Linked DNA regions of Mus musculus: region 2 is linked to region 1. Evidence: chromatin contacts called from public HiChIP or PLAC-seq data. All regions are on one chromosome and are shown on one strand. The core of a region is the stretch at or near the end of the contact, and the rest is flanking DNA. Distances in the headings are between cores, read along the strand shown. Region 1 has its middle 10 kb from the start of Gm33971. Region 2 has its middle 50 kb from the start of Pou1f1.

Evidence for each region. HiChIP or PLAC-seq counts read pairs in DNA pulled down with a chosen protein or histone mark.
Region 2: a contact with region 1 is called in an H3K4me3 HiChIP or PLAC-seq map of bone marrow-derived macrophages, with 6 times the contacts expected there. The contact joins two enhancer-like sites. A contact is called at or near these places in 3 of 484 Hi-C or Micro-C datasets (bone marrow-derived macrophages, embryonic fibroblasts and myeloid progenitors) and 6 of 115 datasets of contacts at active chromatin or transcription factors (acute myeloid leukemia, bone marrow-derived macrophages, embryonic hindbrain and 3 more).

Annotation. Positions count from the first base shown.
Region 1 is chr16:64,882,870-64,886,703 of GRCm38.p6, forward strand. No RefSeq gene overlaps it. Among named protein-coding and RNA genes, the nearest start is that of Gm33971, 10 kb to the left of the region's middle. Within about 2 kb of position 1,607, at least 94 of the 459 cell types and tissues checked have an H3K27ac peak or open chromatin away from gene starts, as enhancers often do. A contact at or near this core is called in bone marrow-derived macrophages, where this site is marked.
Region 2 is chr16:65,468,791-65,472,624 of GRCm38.p6, forward strand. No RefSeq gene overlaps it. Among named protein-coding and RNA genes, the nearest start is that of Pou1f1, 50 kb to the right of the region's middle. Within about 2 kb of position 2,036, at least 13 of the 459 cell types and tissues checked have an H3K27ac peak or open chromatin away from gene starts, as enhancers often do. A contact at or near this core is called in bone marrow-derived macrophages, where this site is marked.

The DNA.
Region 1 (3,834 bases), core at 357-2,856:
GACCTGGAGGCCATCATCCTGAGTGAGGTAACACATTCACAAAGGAACTCACACAATATGTACTCACTGATAAGTGGATATTAGCCCAAAACCTAGGATACCCAAGATATAAGATACAATTTGCTAAACACATGAAACTCAAGAAGAATGAAGACTGAAGTGTGGACACTATGCCCCTCCTTAGAATTGGAAACAAAACACCCATGGAAGGAGTTACAGAGACAAAGTTTGGAGCTGAGACGAAAGGATGGACCATCTAGAGACTGCCATATCCAGGGATCCACCCCATAATCAGCTTCCAAACGCTGACACCATTGCATACACTAGCAAGATTTTATCGAAAGGACCCAGATATAGCTGTCTCTTGTGAGACTATGCCGGGGCCTAGCAAACACAGAAGTGGATGCTCACATTCAGCTATTGGATGGATCACAGGGCTCCCAATGGAGGAGCTAGAGAAAGTACCCAAGGAGCTAAAGGGATCTGCAACCCTATAGGTGGAACAACATTATAAACTAACCAGTACCCCGGAGCTCTTGACTCTAGCTGCATATGTATCAAAAGATGGCCTAGTCGGCCATCACTGGAAAGAGAGGCCCATTGGACACGCAAACTGTATATGCCCCAGTACAGGGGAACGCCAGGGCCAAAAAAAATGGGAATGAGTGGGTAGGGAAGTGGGGGGGAGGGTATGGGGGACTTTTGGGATAGCATTGGAAATGTAATTGAAGAAAATATGTAATAAAAAATATTAATTAAAAAAACTGAAAACAATGTGAAACATTCAAGAGTATACTTATTAAAATTATGATTCCATAAAAAAATAAAATAAAAATAAATGAATAAATAAATAGAAAAAAAAAAGACCAAAAAAAAAGACTCTGCCTTTCAACAATAACAATAGAATGAGAAAGAAACATTTGTAAATCATAAGAGTTTGTATTCATAGTATACAAAAACTACTCTATACATCTCACTAAAAAAGAAAAAGAAAGAGAGAGAGAGTCATGAATTGATGGTATCCTTGGGAGGAAGGAGACGGGGCCACGATGAACGTAGCAGGTCCTGGAAAGCCTGTCCATACAACAGCTTTATCTTCAGCCTAGACTCTGCTGTCTCTCTCTCCTTCCCAGCTGCCAAGAAAGGAGCAAGTCTGCTGTGCTACAATGCTCTGCCTCCGTAAGTGCAAAGCAAGCCCTGTAAATAGTGAGGGCAAACAGATTGTACCCCTTTAAGGTGGTGATGGGAGGTACTTTGTCACAGTGACAAATGAACTCACTGATGTACCTCCTGTCTTCCTTCTTCCTTTCCACACGTCTCACTTCTGCATTTTTCAGCTGATGTTCTCTTCTGATGTTCTTTAATTTGTTTAATTTTAAACAAATTAAAATGTGTTTGTTCAAATTCTAGGTTCAGGTTGTGCTTTTGGGAAGTTCCAACCTAACACCACGTATGTTCCCTTACAGAACGGTCACAGAAGACCCTTACCCTAGCCCTCTTTCAGCCCCCACATTCTGTCCATTCTTTTCCAGCAGGGCTGACACTGTAGTTAGTCTGCCTTAGAAACCTTACTGTCACAATTTCAACATTTTATTGCCCTTCCTGAAGGTACTCACGCCAACCCCAGCACAGCAAACTTGGCTCTGCCTGGCCTTGCCCTTTTCCTCCCCACTCCCTCTGCCTTGCTAAAATCCGTTAGATTACATTCCTAAAGCTAACCACCAAGGTCTATTCCCTTATTTGGCCACTTCCTCCTCTTGGGGCTGAATGCCAAGGTCTATCAAAGTATTAAAGTCCAGCAGTCAAAAGCCCCAGTAGGCTCCCCCAGTTAACGTGCCCAATTAAAATTAATCACCCCCTCCTAACACAGGGTTTACCCTTTTGCCTCTATAAACAAACCATCATTTTCCTATATGCTGCATCTGTCTCCTCTCTATCCAGAGGCAGTCATTTGTCACCAGCTTCCTCTTCCTTGTTCCCTTCCCCTTCTCCCGTGTCTTCTATGCCCTAACCTTGTATCTCTGGAAAAAATAAATCTCCTTTGTGCCAAGCATTTGGTCCTGGGGGTCCTGAGTCAATACCATTTTTGTACACTTCTACCTTTGATATTGTTTGTATAAAACAGTTAATATTACTCATTTCCTTTTCTTCTTCGTGGAATGAAAAAAGACGAAATAAAAGGGAGAAATAAGTATCTCAAAAGTATGGTGAAGATTTTTATTGTAGATGTTAGGGAGATAGTAGTAGGTAGAGGGAAGAGTCCAGGCTAAACATGATGGGCGACAGACTAAGTTGGACCATGAGAAGAGAGGAGAGGGCTAGGGGGAAAGAGAGGAGCCACCGGCCAAGAGAAGCAGCCTGGCCCAAGAGACTCAGAGAGCTGTGAGGCTGAAATGGTTGAATGATACAGGATCTGGCTAGGAGAAAGGAAGCTGAAGGTCAGCCCTTGGGAGGGAGATGCTTAGTGTAGGGGGCAGGGTGGGAGGAGACACAAGTACAGATTATCCTGGAAGAGCTGGCCTTTGATATGCCCTTTGATATGTTAATAGCACCCTTGTGAGCCGTTTGTCACAGGCTTCTGTGACCTCACAGAAAAAAATAGTTTTTTTCTTTTCTCTCTCTCTCTCTCTCTCTCTCTCTCTCTCTCTCTCTCTCTCTCTCTCTCTCTCTCTCTCTCCTTCCTTCCTTCCTTTGCTTAATAATATCTAAGCACACTGTGGCTGTCTTCAGATACACCAGAAGGGGCCATCAGATCTCATTACAGATAGTTTTGAGCCACCACGTGGTTGTTGGGATTTGAACTTATGACCTCTGAAAGAGCAGTCAGTGCTCTTAACTGCTGAGCCATCTCACCAGCCCCACCAGAGTCTTTTCAAATAATAATAGTATGTGATTACCTCGATTTAAAATTCTAATCTGAAGTTCCTTCAACAGTTTTAAGAATGTGACTCTTTTTGTCAAGCAAACAGACGTACCAGGGTTTCAAACAGCAAGATTGAACAATCTGGCAGGTTTTCCCCAGGTGTATTTTGAAGTCTGTAAGAAGTACAATTTGTACCATACATGCTATTCGATGCACGTGTACATAACAATATCTGTGATAACCAGTACTGTTTTTAAATCTGTACGGGATTTAGAGTCTTGATTGTCAATGCTATAAATTTATGCTATAAGCCAAATAATTTAAATTATTTTTTTTAGACGTAGAAGCTACATTAATCCATAATAGACATCTGTATAGTTCTTTATAATGGTATTGATTGTTGCTGACTCTGACATGTATATATGTCACTTATGCTGTGATACTGTTTAAACCTTTTAAGCATTGTTAGGTATTATATATTGGATGATTACTAACCACATATTGCCTGTTACTTAATAATTGTGTTTTTGTGAACCCTTGAAACCGTCTGTCAACATCCTACAGAAGTGCCACCTTTGAGAGAGGGACATGAGCATTCTTTTGTGATGCTAAGACATTACTCACCGGACAAGCAGAAGGGACTTCAGACATGGGAGACCCAGGAGCCACCCCTTCTATACCTCTCACTTGCTTAAGATTGGGCCTAAAGCAGTGGTTCTTAGCCGTCCTAATGCTGGGACATTTTAATACAGTTCCTAATGCTGTGGTGACCCCTCAACCATAAAATTATCTGTTGCTACCTTATAAGTGTAATTTTGTGACTGTTTTGAGTTGTATAGTAAATATTTGATATATAGGATACCAGATATGAAACCACAAGTAATCACTGGTTAAGAACTAACCAGTTAAGGGTTTATTGGCATTAACTCCTTATTATGTGTCTCTTACCCACCTAGTGAGATCGTATCAGA
Region 2 (3,834 bases), core at 786-3,285, 590 kb after region 1:
TATCTAATAAAATAATGAAAAGAGAAAAAAAATGAAACCTTAAGTGATTTATGCTCTTTTTTTCCAATTATTTTTATTGGATATTTTCAGGAGACAGCCATATCAGGCTGCTTTCAGCATGCACTTCTTGGCATCCACAATAGTGTCTGGTGACTGTATATGGGATGAATCCCCAGTTGGGACAGTCTCTGGATGGCCTTTCCTTTAGTCTCTGCTCTAAACTTTATCTCCATATTTGCTTCTGTGAGTATTTTATTCTCCTATTAACTAGTAACATTATATCAATCAGTCAATCAATATTAATATTAATATTAGATATCTCAGGGGTCCAGGTTATTTGAGACTGCTGGTCATCCTATTGGTTTGCCCTCCTCCTCAGTTTCTTCCTCCTTTTCCCTAATTCAACCCCACAGGCTGAAGTCCATTGGTTGGGTGTAAGTTATCTGCATCTTACTCTTTCAGCTGCTTGTTGGGCCTCTCGGAGGACAACTATGCTAGGCTCCTGTTTGTGAGCACACCATAGCATCAGTAATAATATCAGGGCCCCAGACCTCCCCTTGAGCTGGATCCCAATTTGGGACAGTCACTGTACTGACTTCCTTTCCTTTCCCTCAGTTTCTTCCCCATCTTTGTCCCTGCAGTTCTTTTAGATAGGAACAAATCTGGGTCAAAGTTTTTGACTGTAGGATGGCAACCCCAAGACCAGCAAATTCGAGTCTGATTTTATACCCATCTCCAAATCTATAAGCTAACAGTATTTGAACTCAATATCTTACCTTTCCTAGTAAAGAAATCTCTGTCCCAGCCACCAGTGGCAATTTATTCCACATATTATTCATAGCCAATCTCCTCTGCTTTTGAAATGCTGTATTTCTTTACTGTTATGTTTTTAGCCATGCAGCAGTTTACACATATATTGTAGCAGAATTTGCGTTCAAAGCTTTATGCCTCAGTTCATAATTTCTGGCCAGTTATAATCTGAATTTGTCTGCTTCCTTTCTCAGTCAATCACTCTAAAATGCTCCAAGTCACTATGCCCACTTCCTTACTTTCTTTTTCAAATTAACTTCCATCACCATCAATCTCCCCAAACCAGCTGTCAAACTTCAAGTGATGAAACACAAGGAGAACTTTTGCGCTCCCATTAAGATTGCCTGCAAAGGAGCTTTTGACAAATAACACTTCTCTTTTCTGCAAAAGAATTGCCCTCCTGTAGGCTCTAGGGTTCCACGCCTGCCTGGCTTTCTTGCTTACCTATTTGTGTACCTCTACCGTCAGGTTTTCTGTCTCATTTTCTGGTTCTGTCTTCTCAATTTAACTTCAAAATTCAGAATTCCCCAAGATAACACAAAACAATCCTTCCACTTACCCAACCTCCATTTTATCATCAGAGGACTGTTTTTTTTTTTTTTTTCCTCTTGTGGCTGCAAATATCATTACTATGGTGATGGTTTCTACAATTTTAATTTAGATAAGACCACTTTTGTAAGATGCATGTTCAATTCCTAGTTGAAATCTCTACTCAGAAATATTTAATCCATATCTATTTTGATCTGTCTTCCAGCTTTACCCTGTCTTCACTCATGAGATAAAATTCAACATATTTCCCTTCTCAGAATTATAGAAAACACATTTGAAACTTTTCTAATTCCAATTCATCACAAAATTATTAATATTTTTTGGCATTCACCATCTACCACACCATGCTCACAAACAATATTATTTTTTTCATTACTCACCATTAGCTAAAACAAAGAAGGAAATTGGCAGTAGAGAAAGTTTAACCAGTTTTAAAGGGCACATAGTTCAGAAAGAACATACCCGAGACTTTAGGTCAGACTCTTAACTTTCAGAATTCATTATTTATTACTATCATACTGTGTCTCAGCGTATAATAAAATCTTAAGTAACATGGTCATAGGACTTCTTGTGAGCCAGGTTTAATTTCAAGTGTTTAAACAATATTAAATCATATGGGGAATACATTGTCATTACTTCTGCTTTTATATATCAGAAAATGACATGGAGAGGTTAAGTAATCATCGCAGGGCCAGTAAAACACAGAAATAGAATTCGCAGGCTCCAGAGTCTGTGTTCTTAATCACAAACATATGTTTCCTTCCCTCCTCTTGTGGCTTCTATATCCAACATTTGTGTCGATGTTTTTAAGGCTCAGGTATGAGAGATTTTTAGGAAGGAAGCTAGAATACACAACTTGCTATGAAGCTAGAAAACATAATGCAATTTATTAAAGTTGGATGGGTTCAGGCAGTTGAGAAAAATATTTTTAAGATAATTATTAAATTGTCTGAGCCAAGCCAAGAGAAATGGAGTCTTCAAGGTAGCAAAACCACCATGAATTCAGCTGCATATGTAGCAGAGGATACCATTGTCTAGCATCGATAGGAGGGGAAACCCTTGGTCACGTGAAGGCTCAATTCCCCAGTGTAGGGGAATGCCAGGGTGGTGAGGTGGGATTGGGTGGGAGAGGGAGCATCCTCATAGAAGTAGGGGGAGGGGGTAAGAGACAGGAGTTGCAGAGGTAGAACAGGGAAAGGGGATCACATTTGAAATGTAAATACATAAAATATTCAATAAAATGTTTTTAAAAAGGAAAATAAGCAACACAAAACATATTACAGCATATGCACTGAGTGTGCCACTATTATGAGCATATGGCACAGACATAACCAGGCAGAAATATGAATAATCTGTTCCTCTTTTCATGGGATATAGAGAAGGCAAAGAGGGTTATCAACATGATAAACTATCTGCAGGTTGTCTAAGGCTAAGATGCATATTCACTGACAACTCAAGTAAACTGTCCAGTAAATCCTGAGAATTCCACCCAGGTTCCTCACTGGGGCTTAAGGTCAAATGAACAAATTAGGCAACAGATTTGAGAGAGCATAAAACATGTGAGACTTCAATCCCATGTATCAACAACAAGAGAATTTATCACCAGGGACCATCCAGCAGGTGGCATGTTGAAATCTTTTTCATGTCTCTCAGATTCATATAATTTGGAAGAGAAAAAAAATAGGATTTACTTTTGAAATGGTTCTATCTTGAGTCCATGTTTTGCTGAGATTTCATATCAGGATCCAGATTAAACACTACAAAGCATATTTATAAAATTATAAAAATGAAATATCTAATATAAAATGCTGAAATGGGATCAATGCATTTACAAATGATTTAAATGTGTCAACAGAAGGATGGACAGCAGAGTAAGAACTAGAAGTTATATTAGATTTCATGTTTTTTTAAAGAAAATCAAAATTAACCCATAAAAAAATAAGCAATATACATGTTAAGAGGCCACTCTTTAAGATCAGTACATTTATAAAGCAAAGAATTCACAGGTTTTCAAAGTTTAAGAATTTTTTACTGATACCTATGGTGAAAGGCAAAATTTTATTGTTTGTAGTGACATACCTGGTTGCATAACTGGATGCAGAGTTGGAAGTTAGAAATATCATAACATGAATACATTACAATTTCACAAATGCCTTTTTATCACATTTCCCCACAAAGTAACAAGGGAACTGCTGGTCCTGGAAAGAGCTATGAATCCAAATCTCCTGGGACACACCATTTTCAGAAATCATAACTTGATGCACCTGAGCTTGGAAATTTGGAGCTTTTTTTATATACTGCATAACCTCCCCATGGAGCAGAGGCACCCTGTAATCAATCACCATTTACCACTATCAGGGATACATTAATCCCTTGTCAGATACAGCTATCATTTTGTAAAGTGAGGTTAAATCGGTTCACATTTTGCCCTTCCAAAATATGTTAACGTGAATTACAAAGCTAACATCAAAATTG